Linked DNA regions of Triticum aestivum: region 1 is linked to region 2. The links are chromatin contacts, called in public Hi-C maps. All regions are on one chromosome and are shown on one strand. Each heading gives the region's core, a stretch centred on a gene start, on an enhancer-like site or on the middle of the called end of the contact. The rest is flanking DNA. Distances are from core to core; before and after follow the strand shown.

The links. A called contact is a pair of places that touch in the nucleus more often than the background predicts.
Region 1: a contact with region 2 is called in a Hi-C map of an unstated tissue, with 4 times the contacts expected there. The contact joins the enhancer-like site here to the promoter of LOC123129075 in region 2. A contact is called at or near these places in 3 of 5 Hi-C or Micro-C datasets (leaf and an unstated tissue) and 1 of 1 datasets of contacts at active chromatin or transcription factors (leaf).

The regions. Positions count from the first base shown.
Region 1 is chr6A:613,815,878-613,821,382 of IWGSC CS RefSeq v2.1, forward strand. It overlaps LOC123129077 (disease resistance protein RGA5), which reads right to left. Exons shown (of 6, transcript XM_044549228.1): 6 at 5,281-5,505. Among protein-coding and RNA genes, the nearest start is that of LOC123129077, 7.5 kb to the right of the region's middle. Within about 2 kb of position 4,119, at least 1 of the 8 cell types and tissues checked has an H3K27ac peak or open chromatin away from gene starts, as enhancers often do.
Region 2 is chr6A:613,681,322-613,686,988 of IWGSC CS RefSeq v2.1, forward strand. LOC123129075 (disease resistance protein RGA5) reads right to left here and starts at 4,334. Exons shown (of 3, transcript XM_044549221.1): 1 at 3,493-4,334. The coding sequence starts at 4,304.

The DNA.
Region 1 (5,505 bases), core at 2,869-5,368, 130 kb after region 2:
CCATTACAAACAATTAGAGAGAGAAGGTTCCCTAGATTTTTAATGGAGGCGACAACAATAGCTTTCTTGGACTCATTTTCAGCATTCACTTGGTCAGCAGAACTATAATCCTGAAAATCAATGGTCGATACCTTCAGACTCTGCAGCTGCTCAAATTCTTGCAGGAAGTTAAATGACTGGCTATAGACACTGACAAGCTTTAATATCTCTAGTGCTTGCAGCTTGGAAATTCCACGAGGCAGTGTAACGTTAGAGCTGATTAATAGGTGCACCAATCTCTTGAGATTGACAATAGATGCTGGTAACTCATAAACAGAGGTGCCTCTTAACTCCAGTATCTCTAAGCACCATAGGCGTCTGATTTGTTCTGGGAGCTTGCTTACGTTCTTCACCCCTTGAAGGCTCAGGTACCTCAGCTGAAACAATCTCCCTATATTTTCAAGATGATGGTTTTCTAGTTGTTCGCAACCTTCAAAGTCCAGAAAACGCAAATGCCTGAACTTACCCATAGAAGGGATTTTCACTGATTCCCCAAACACATCAAGTGATCGTACATGAGACAAGACCAAGCCTCTTGGCAGTATCACTTCTTTTTCCTTGCCAGTTTGCAGGAGAGCCGACGAACTTTGTTTTGTGTCCCAACGGTTAAACCAGGAACACCTACCAAAGTAACAAAATTTTCTTCGATGGATTTGGATATGATGAAATCAAGAATTGTGTCATGAAGTCGACAACTCTTGACTTTGCCAAATGTGCCCGTCCTTCCGGGTTGGATCAAACTCCTGTTGATGAGTTCATTTACACACCTGGCTGGCTGCATTGTCTGGTTGTCTATTAATCCGGTAGTTGAATTTTAGTGCGTAATCCATGCTGAGTATAAAAGTGTATTTTATGGATAATAGGAGCTTTAAATATATCTAGTTTTTGAGAGAAGTTAATCTTGTCATTGTGTAAAAGTGTTAATTTGTAACCATGTTCATGTGTTGATGCATGGTTGAATTATGCCGTGTCAGTGTGTCACCCTTGTGTAAATGCACATGATGGTCCAGGTGTGAACATGCTGTGGCTGTCATTGCTTTTTGCCAGGATTCAGTGAATTTGTATGTCACTTCACTGTGTAGATGGCAGCTAGCATTCAGTGAATTTGTATGTCGGTTTACTCTATAAGAGACAGCTAGAGTCGAGTTGGTCTTGATCATGTAATAAGAGGGTTGTGTGTGTGTGTGTGTGTGTGTGTGTGTGTGTGTGTGTGTGTGTGTGTGTAGCCAGAACTCAGTTGTCCCCTCTGTGCAACTGAGCCGGAGGACACTTTTCATGCATTTTTGCAGATGTCCGAGGGCAGTGGGGTTGTGGCAAGCCATGGCCGAGCACTGGAGGATCCCGACGGCATCAAGCTTCAGGCAAACGGGCACGGAGTGGCTCGCCCAAGCGCTCTGTGATTTGCCGGAAACGGAGCGGATGGAGTTGATGATGACGCTATGGCAGTGCTGGCACGTACGAAACGAGCTGACAAGCCTGCCCCCCCCCCCCCCCCCCCCCCCCCCCCCCTCCTTGATCGGCCTTCAGAATGTCGTTACATCGGATCCAGTAAAAGGAAAACAGGTGATTGATGCGGTGCAGCCCAGACCTGCGTTATCGCATGCTCCCCGGCCAGCTAGAGCACCGGCAAGATGGGTGCTGCCGCCGGCCGGATGGACGAAACTGAACGTCGATGGTTCTTTCTGTCCGCGTACTGGCTCGGCAGGTGCGGGAATGGTGCTTCGAGACAGCTCAGGGGCGATCATCTTCTCATCGTGCAGACAACTTCGTGCGTGCTCGGATGCACTGGAGGCAGAACTATCTGCATGCATGGAGGGCGTCAACCTTGCACTGCAGTGGACGCAAATGCCAGTTATGGTGGAGACTGATTGCTTGGTCGGCTATAATATGTTAACAGGACCGGAGCGTGATAGGTCTCGGTATGCCATGCTGGTTGACCAAACCAAGAGACTTATGAGGGAAGGGAGGAATTGTAAGCTCACACATGTAGCTCGGGAGCAAAATGGCGTCAGCCACTACCTAGCAAGTTTTGGTAGAGTACAAAAGCGCACGGCTGTGTGGCTTGGTTCAGGGCCTGGTGATGTGCTGAACCGGTACACCCCCCCTCACAAAACGTATAAAGGGCAGTATGATCCTTTGACATATCAATACACAGTTTGCTGGATATATACGGATGTACATTAGCCTAGGCGTCTATACAGTGTCATTTTGTTTCTTTCGTTTTATTAAACTTCAAAAAATACATACAACGCTTTGTGAGATTCGAACCCACAACAGCCACCTCTACTCATGAAGCTGGTAACCACTGCGCTCCTTCAATTGTTGTGTCATTAAACTTATTTCCTTCTACTTATCAAAGTATAATGCTAATAAAAAAACACGCATTTTCCATCTGATTATTTTTTCAGTTTGGCCGTTTTTCTTTGGGTTTTTTTTCTTTTTTCCTTATTTATTAATATTTTTCTTCCTATACTTATTCACAGAACTTTTTAAAATTCGTCAACTTTTTCAAATTTATAATTTTTTAAATTAATTTTTTACGAACTCATGACCTTTTTTCAAATTCATGATTTTTTAAGTCTGCGGTTTTATTTCAAATTCATGAACTTTTTTGAGTCTGCAGTTTTATTTCAGACTTGTGAGCTTTTTAAAAATTTCATGAGCACATGGAACATTTTTCAGTGGTTTTATGCTTCGAACCAGACACACAGTGTACAATTTGGTATGTTCGGGTAGGCCGGAAGGGCAAGTTTTGAACCACTTTTTTTCACCTCCGAACTCAATCAATTTTTTCCACACCCTCGCATCACCATGGCCAGCATGCATGTTGGTTGTTGACATTTTATATCTTTGTTATAGATTTTTCGGTGAAAAAACCCTAAAACACAAGACCGAACTCGTTCAAAGCTTGCATGGTGGACAACATTGGGCATGCCCAACTGTTGGCAAAATTTGTTGTCATTTATATTTTATATTTTATATTTATTGTTTCTCCTTTTTCTTTTTCACATTTTTTATATTTTTTACACAAAATTTGTTCACAAAGTCAATAAAGTTCTCGTTGAAAAAGATTTAGAAAATTAGTTTATTCTTATCATGTTTGAGAAAACATGTTTCTTGATAACAGGCGTGTGTGCATGCTTATACATGTAGGCATGGTAAATGTAGGCATGGTAAACGAATGCAAGTTTTCTTCCATCGATACGGTAGTTGACCCTTATACATTTCCTGCTTTTAAATATCACGAGTGGCAGCGTAGTCGGATGGCAAGTAGTGTAATCAGGACGACGAGGTTACAAAATTTGTTCGCAAATTCCAAAAGTATTCTTGATTTCAACAGTTGTTCGCAAATTCAATAAATGTTTGAGAATTTCAAAAAAATGTTCACACTTTGAAACAACTGTTCGTAATTTTTAAAAAGGATCGTGTTTTCAGTTTAGTTCCTATTTTTTTAAAATGTTCTCCTTTTCATTGCTTTTTTCCTTTGTAAAACAAATGTTTGAGAGTCCCAAAACTCGTGTCTTCACAAAATATTTTAGGTTTTTTCAAAAACACAAATTTGTGTTCAAGTCTCCCAAAAAATTGTTTGCAATTCCAAAATATGTTATCATTTTTAGTTTGTTCCTTTTATGATTCCCAAAAAATGTTCATGTTTTCACAAAAATGTTCTAGTTCTTTTTAAACTATCACAAATTTTTAAATGACCGCGTTTCTACAAATATTTACCTTTTCCAATTAGAAAATGGGGTCTGATTTTTTTTAAATATTGTCGCGGCTTTTGGTTCATATAGACTGAGTTACCTTTTTGGACACGAAATCTCAGATGGTATAGTGGCTACTGTCATGGTTGACTGGTGTGATGTCCCTGATTCGATCCCTATTGCACACTTTGGTTTATCTTAATTTTGCGAACTATTTTTTTAAATTTTGCGGCGATCTTTAGTTTCTTAATGATTCGTGCTGGAACTCTGACATAGCAGATTGGTTGTCAAAGTGGTTAGCTTAGTGTTCACATAGACTGATAGATGCAGATTCGATTCCTAGCAGCGTCCTTTTTTTCGTTATTTTTCTGTAGTGAACGCACACCTGCAGATGGGCCGGCCCAGGTGAGCCGCCCTTGACGACTTCTTGCCTCTACGGCCTCGTATCGTATGCAGGCAGCGGACTTTGAAGAAAATACTTTTCTCAGAAAAAAAAAACTTTGAAGAAAAGACCATCATGCCCTTTATTATGAAGGGGTATGGAGTAATCTCAGCCATCGATGTGTTTAGGGAGGGTGTACCGAAGCGGAAGTGAAAAAAAGACCCTTTTCACCCGCAAAAAAAAAGAACTCAGTTGGAAAAATAAATAAAATAGAAAGCATTGGTTGCCTGAAACTTGTGTGTGCTCCTCTGCTCGTGTTGACCCGATGCTCTGTTTCCTCCCTGACCGAGCAGTTTGTGGCCGCCCGCGAGGAAGTGATTCAGGGGGACAACGGCGAAAGTCTCTCACGGTTGAATACGAAGATCGCACACAGTTTTGCAAGTCGTGTGCACAGCACACCTCTATGGGCGATGAGAGGAGTCTGTCACAGAGTTGTGACTTGTGTTGCTACCCCTGTTCTTTTCCCTTCTTGTTGACCACCAGTACGATGGCGTTAGCTAGGTTTCTTTCTAAGTCGTGCTTCATCGATCTGCACACCGGAGCTGGAGCGCAACCACACGTCCATGCAGCGTGCTTGTGGTGTACGTACATTGAGCCGACCGTCGACCGTCCTTCAGATGCTACCGAACGTCCTTTTGATTGGAATTTCAGATGTGGGAGTATGAGAGATCCATAATCCATGTTAGCATGGCTGCATGTATCTGGTCAGATATGTTGTGCTTAGTTAGTCTGAAATTCTGAATAATGGAGTCCATGAACACCCTCCCAGCATCCCATGTTTGTTCTTGTCTGTTCTGTTCTTGTTTTTGGCGAACAGAGCAGGTGCTCTGTTTTCACATTAAGAAGGGAGGAGTCGCCAACAAAACGTGGTAATCCGGCTGAAAACTGTTCAAAGAGGTAATTACTCTGAAAAATGTGTAAACAGAGGTAAAAACAAGGTGAATTCTCTCTCCCAGATGTAAATGCATGCAGGATCGAAGCTTTCGGACATTGAAGATCACATCTTCTGCGAGCTACAGTAGGTTGCTCAGCCGAAGCAGCAGAGCATTTTTCCTTTTGGAGTCTGGACCTGATCATCTCCACGGCAGCAGCTTCTCCCTCCTCTGCCCCCTTGTTCTGGATCGTCACTACCTGTTCCCGCCGTTTCTCCTCCGCCTATTCTGCCTTTTTCTCAAGTTTCTCCTGCAGTTGTGAAGACACTTTAGTTGCAACTAAAGTGTCCAGATTCAGCATCTGAACGTGAAGCTCTGAACTAGGCAAGGTCCAGATTCAGAATCGAGTCCTCTGGCGTTCAGAGCTTCACGTCAAGAGCCTTGTGCTCGG
Region 2 (5,667 bases), core at 3,084-5,583:
ATAGCCGGTTACAATTGGTTAAACTCACCTTTGGGACTATTACGTCGTTGCCAAAGAAGGAGGCGGTTCGCATTGAGTAGTTGAGACCGATGTGTCTGCTTAATGTGAGCTGGAAGATTTTTACCGAAGTTAGTACTAACCGCCTCACCCAAATTGTACATACTATGGTGCAGCCAACTCAAACGTCTTTCATGCTGGGACGACATATTCTGGAGATTGTGGTCGTTCTACATGAAATTCACTCGAAGAAACTGGATGGAGCTACCTTCAAAGTGGACTTCGCCAAGGCTTACGATAAAGTTAAGTGGTCATTTTTGCCACAGGCTTTGTGTGAGAAGGGTTTTGGTGCGGCCTAGAGGGAGTCAAATCCTTTGTACAAGCAGGCAGAGTAGGGATCAAGGTCAATAATGCCACAAGTCATTATTTCCTGAACAAAAGATAGGGGATTTGATGTCTCCTATCCTGTTTAATGTCGTTGCTGATATGTTGGTAGTTCTCATTGCTCGAGCCAAAGAGGACGGTCCGGTAGGTTGGCTAATTCCTCATATTGTAGAGGGTGGAGTGTCCATACTACAATACGCGGATGATACATTATAATCATGGAACATGATATGGCAAAAGCTAGAAATATGAAACTGGTATTATGTCTTTTCGAACAATTGTCTGGTTTGAAAATTAATTCCAACAATGGGGTGAACTGTTCTGTTTTGGGTGCGCCAGGGTAGAACAGGAAAAATATAGGCAGTTGTGAGGTGGGATCTCTACCGTTTAGATACCTCGGAATCCCAATTCATCACCGAAAATTAACCAACAACGAATGGAAGTGCATCGAAAACCGATTTGAGAAGAAGCTAAGTTGTTGGAAGGAGCTGATGAGGACACAGATTGCCTTCTTTAATAGAAGCAAATTCATTGAAGGGACCGACAATACTACTAGATTCTGGCAAGATACACGCTAGGACCTAGGGGAGACACCATTGGCCATACAATATTCAACCCTTTATAATATTGTACAACGTACATACGCCTTCATAAACACAATACTAGAATCGGTACCCTTAAATATTCAGTTCACGAGATCCCTAGTGGAGGAACGATGGGATAAATGGCTACATCTTGTGTGTAGGTTGATGGATATGCTAAACTTTCCAAGGATCCAGATGCACTACACTGAAAGTTTTTGGTGTCAGGGGTATTCTCAATTAAATTTGTGTATATAGATTAGATAAACACTGGTCCAATCCCAGAGTTGCCTCATATTGGAATATTAAGGTGCTCTTAAAAATAAAGATATTTATGTTTTTTTTAAAGGAGGAGGACCCCCGGCCTCTGCATCTGGACGATGCATGCAGCCATTTTATTAATTATTCACACAAGACCTTACAAAGTCATACAACAGTAAGACTAAAGCCACCGTCTAGGTAACATCTGTCGCTACTCCTATCTAGTTGATGAAGGGATGCTGATAGTCTGGGCCTAATACCAAACAGACCTCACAGCCAAACCTAACATCTAAGACCTGAGGTCCCAATCAGGACACCTGCCAGATATGGGGCACCCACTAGTCCGGCGCACTCCTCAATCATGACGTCTGCCGGGTATGAGGCGGCCGCAACCACCTGCCACCAATCCATCTTCAGAGTTGTACTGTTGCATCTACCTTGCCCGGTCTAGCTGCCGTCGACGCCACCACGACGCCAAACAGTGTCACCGTCCTGCGCGAGTCCATCATCGCACATCAGACGCCTAATCTCCAGAGTGCCATGCCATCGAGATCTGTCACCATCAATGTGCATGATGAACCACCGCTCCACCAAAGACGTCGTCCACTGGTCCCTCGAGCCCGCGTACACCTCCAAGAAAGACGCCCCCAAGGGGGAATGACACAAACGCGCCGTCGTCTTCTGATCTATCGATCTAGAGTTCCCCCCGGAGATAGCAGATCATAGTCTAGAACTTCTCCACAGCGATGACTTCAAGAAGGGAACGACACCGTAGAGCGCCACCACTGCCGGCTTTGGCATCTAGCCAAGAGCAGGTTTTCACCCAAATCTGTTCGAAGAACTCCATCCACTTCTTGTGCACAGACCACCGCCTTCTCTGTTGAAGACTAGACCAAGGGTCCAGTCGTCGCCGTTAGATCCATGTAGCCAGCACCGGGAGATGACGACAGTCCCCTGTACCGGATCTAGCACGAACCGAAGCAGATCGAGTCGGAGACGATGATGCCCCTGGATCTCCGGCAGACCAGCGAGTAGCCGGCCCCACCACATCCAAGATCGCCGGCCACGTCGGGCCTCCGCCACCCCTTGTGTCGTCCGGGTCAGAGAGGGGAGCCACCGACTGCGCACAGGGGCCACCGCCGCCTACACATGCCGGAGCACTGCCGCGAGCCCAGCGTCCGCCACCACCTGCCGAGGCCCGCCACCGCGCGCCCCTTGCCCCGCCACCGCTCGCCGAGTTCTTCCACCTCGCCACCTGCCTCCTAGATATGTCGCTCGCGGAGGAAGGGGAGTTGGGAGAGGAAGTCCCCCCGCCGCTGCCGTCTGCCACGCGGGTTTCACCCGGCGGCGGCGCGATGAGGGGAGGAGGAGAGGACGGCAGCGACGCCTAGGGTTGGAAAAGCCCCCGAGTCGCCCAGGGCGGGGGCAACGCGAGGGTCCTTCGGGTGAACACGATTGTACAAATTCACCCGAAGTGGTCTTGATTAAGGACAACTTGGCAAAGCATAGTTGGGACGGTAGTAAGCGGTGTTGTCTCTGTGATCAGCATAAATCTATCCAACATCTTTTCCTCAAATGCCCACTAGCCAAGTTATTGTGGTGTACAATACATGTGTCCTTTAATGTCAGTCCTCCTAATAGCTCTGCCAATTTGTTTGGGACATGCCTAAATGGGGTAGAGTCTATAACAACCCCACATTCCTTTTCTTTTTATTCGGTTTTGCTTCTGAACTTGTGTCGAACTGCGTACTTTGTGGCTACTTTACTTAAAAATTATGGTTGTGTGCATCAATTGATGCAGAGGCTAGGGATAATCCTCTTCTTCTAAAAAAACATATGATGACATTGTCTCTTAGATATATTTGCCTTGGAACACAAAGTAGGCTCTCGCGGGAGGGCCCACACTCTCATTTTCAATTGTCTATAAGCCCCCTATAATAGTTGCTTTAAGGCTATGTCATATGTTGTGGTTTTCGTTGATTTCTCTATTTTTATTTACTCGGCATCAAGGTGAACTCGACTACACACATTTGGCCATTACTTTTTGCACCAACTATTGAAAATATAAAGAATGAACATAATACTTCACATAACTATTTTTATTATACAAAAATACAAGATTATTTTGAGGCGAAATATCTAAATAATTTTTTTAACTATATTTTGATGTCAGCGGAGGAGAAGTTAAAATAAAAATTGTACCTTCTGTAACTATATTTTGATCTCAGAGGAGGAGGAGGAGGAGGAGAAGTTAAAATAGAAATGGTACCTTTTGTCTACTAGGAAATCCTTGATCTTCATGATGAGCTGTTCTATACTTCCTTCTTCAGTGTCTCTGTAATGTTGGCCACTAACTGCACGTAATATTGTCCGGAGGATATTCATCATGTCTGGATTCCTTGACACGGTTAAGAAGGCCTGACATTTAAATTTTCCTTTGAGATCTTCATACACTTGGCTTGCAAGAGTTGTCTTCCCCATTCCTCCAGATCCCACGATGGAAACCAACTTCGTCTTCTCTTGTGTCGACGTACCTTCAGTTAACAGTTTAATTACCTTGGCCTTGGGTTCATCAATTCCGACAAGCTCAGAGGTATGCTGAAAGATGGCAAGAGCTCTGGGGTCGATGGTTGCATTTTTTTTCTTGGAGAAGGCCTCACGGACCTTGTACCTTTCATTCCTCTGGGCCACCTCAGTGATTTGCTTCTTCAGATCTTGTATCTCCTTGCCGATCCGGTGCCGAGCCTTTACCTTCCCCAGCAAGTTCTTCATCTTCTCCAAGAAGCCATCTGGCTTTGTATCTTCGACGTCAACACTCTGCATGAAGTCGTCAATGGAGTCCTCCATGTCATAGGAGAGCTCCCTCACCTCATTCATCCACACCTTATCCTGAGCATCAGGATCCTCCTCCTCCGACATCTTCAGAAGAAATGCTTCCATGGCAGTGAGTTCACGTGTGAGTGACTTGATATCGTCACACACACCCTTGAACCGCTTGTACTTATCACCCACCAGAGCGCCCAGCTTCTCCAGGACGGGTTTCAAGGCCCCCGTCGCTGCACTCACCAGAGCCGCCTCCATGGTTGCTCGTAGTGCTAGCTCAGATGCTCCTTCGCTCAGTTCTTTTGTGTGTGTGTGTGGATGCGAAAGAAGTGTGCGCTGAATGATACTGTCCTCTCTCGGCCTTAAGCTAGCATGGTTACATCGGCCGGCCGTAATTAAGCAGTTAATTTTGGGTCAAGTTGCTCTACTTGCAGAGCTAAAGACAAGTTTCTCTTACCCCGAGATTGTAAATTAAGCTAAGATGCTCACTGCTACCAAGTCGGTCTAGTCAAAAAGTTCATCTAGCTACTCCAGATCTGTTCAAATGCATGCCCCTCCACGTTGTTCACCACAAGCTCTCTTCGCCCGAAAGATTCATCTGCTCATTCAGTATAATAAACGCTTACCGTGGCACGTCATGAGATGCCAACTCAAGCTAGCTAGCTAGGTCTTAGTCGGTACTCGTTAATTTTTGTTTAGTTAGCCTTTTAGCTTAACAAATCTATTATTACCATACCATGCTGCTGGAGCTAGTAGTAACAGGAGGCGTTGCCCCGCTCCATTGTAACCCCCCCCCCCCCCCCCCCCTCGCCCCCCCCCCCTGTTTTAGTTAACGAAAGCTCTCTGCTTCAAAAAGAGAGTGCCTATTATTACCATGTTCATCGACCTGCATAACTCCAGCCCAGTTGCACGAAACTAGTATTTTTCTATCCGTGAGACACGCGCACTAACCGGTGACTTGAAAGCGCCAACGCTAATTTTCTGTAGTTAGCGCACTAATCGGTGACTCAAAAGACGCAACCCACATGCTTGACCGGAAAAGGCGCGTCACTTAGTTTTTCTATAGCCACTACTCTCGGTGCTATCAAGTCCGAAATTTTCCTCCAATGTCGATGAGAAAACTATTGCACGGTAATGGCAAAGTTGTGCTTTCATGAGTAAGATAATTTAATTTGATAGAAAATATCATGTTACATCGAATGTTAATCATTGTCAGAATTCCTGAAACACTTAAGATCCAGTATTTCCTTCAAGGGTAATAGCAGCTGGCAACAAATTCTATATCTATCACGCAAAAAGAAAATCTAACACGATATTTTTGTAAGATTTGGCCAGCGCTGATTGGCATTTTTATACCTGACACGATATTTTTGTAAGATTGGCGTTCACATCTGAAAGCAGATTTAATATGAACCAGTGTATGGATAAGGTTATCTTAACTTTTGTGCAAAGCTAACACTCTACACAACAATTCTCTGCTAGAGAAAAACAAAAGGCATTGTAAGTTTAATGTAGCTAACACTCTACAAAATAAACAGAAAACATACATTTGATGAAGCATCCAAGGAAAGGTTGTACCATCGACAGAGTTGAGAAAAGGATTCGTTGCACTTGCAGGAAC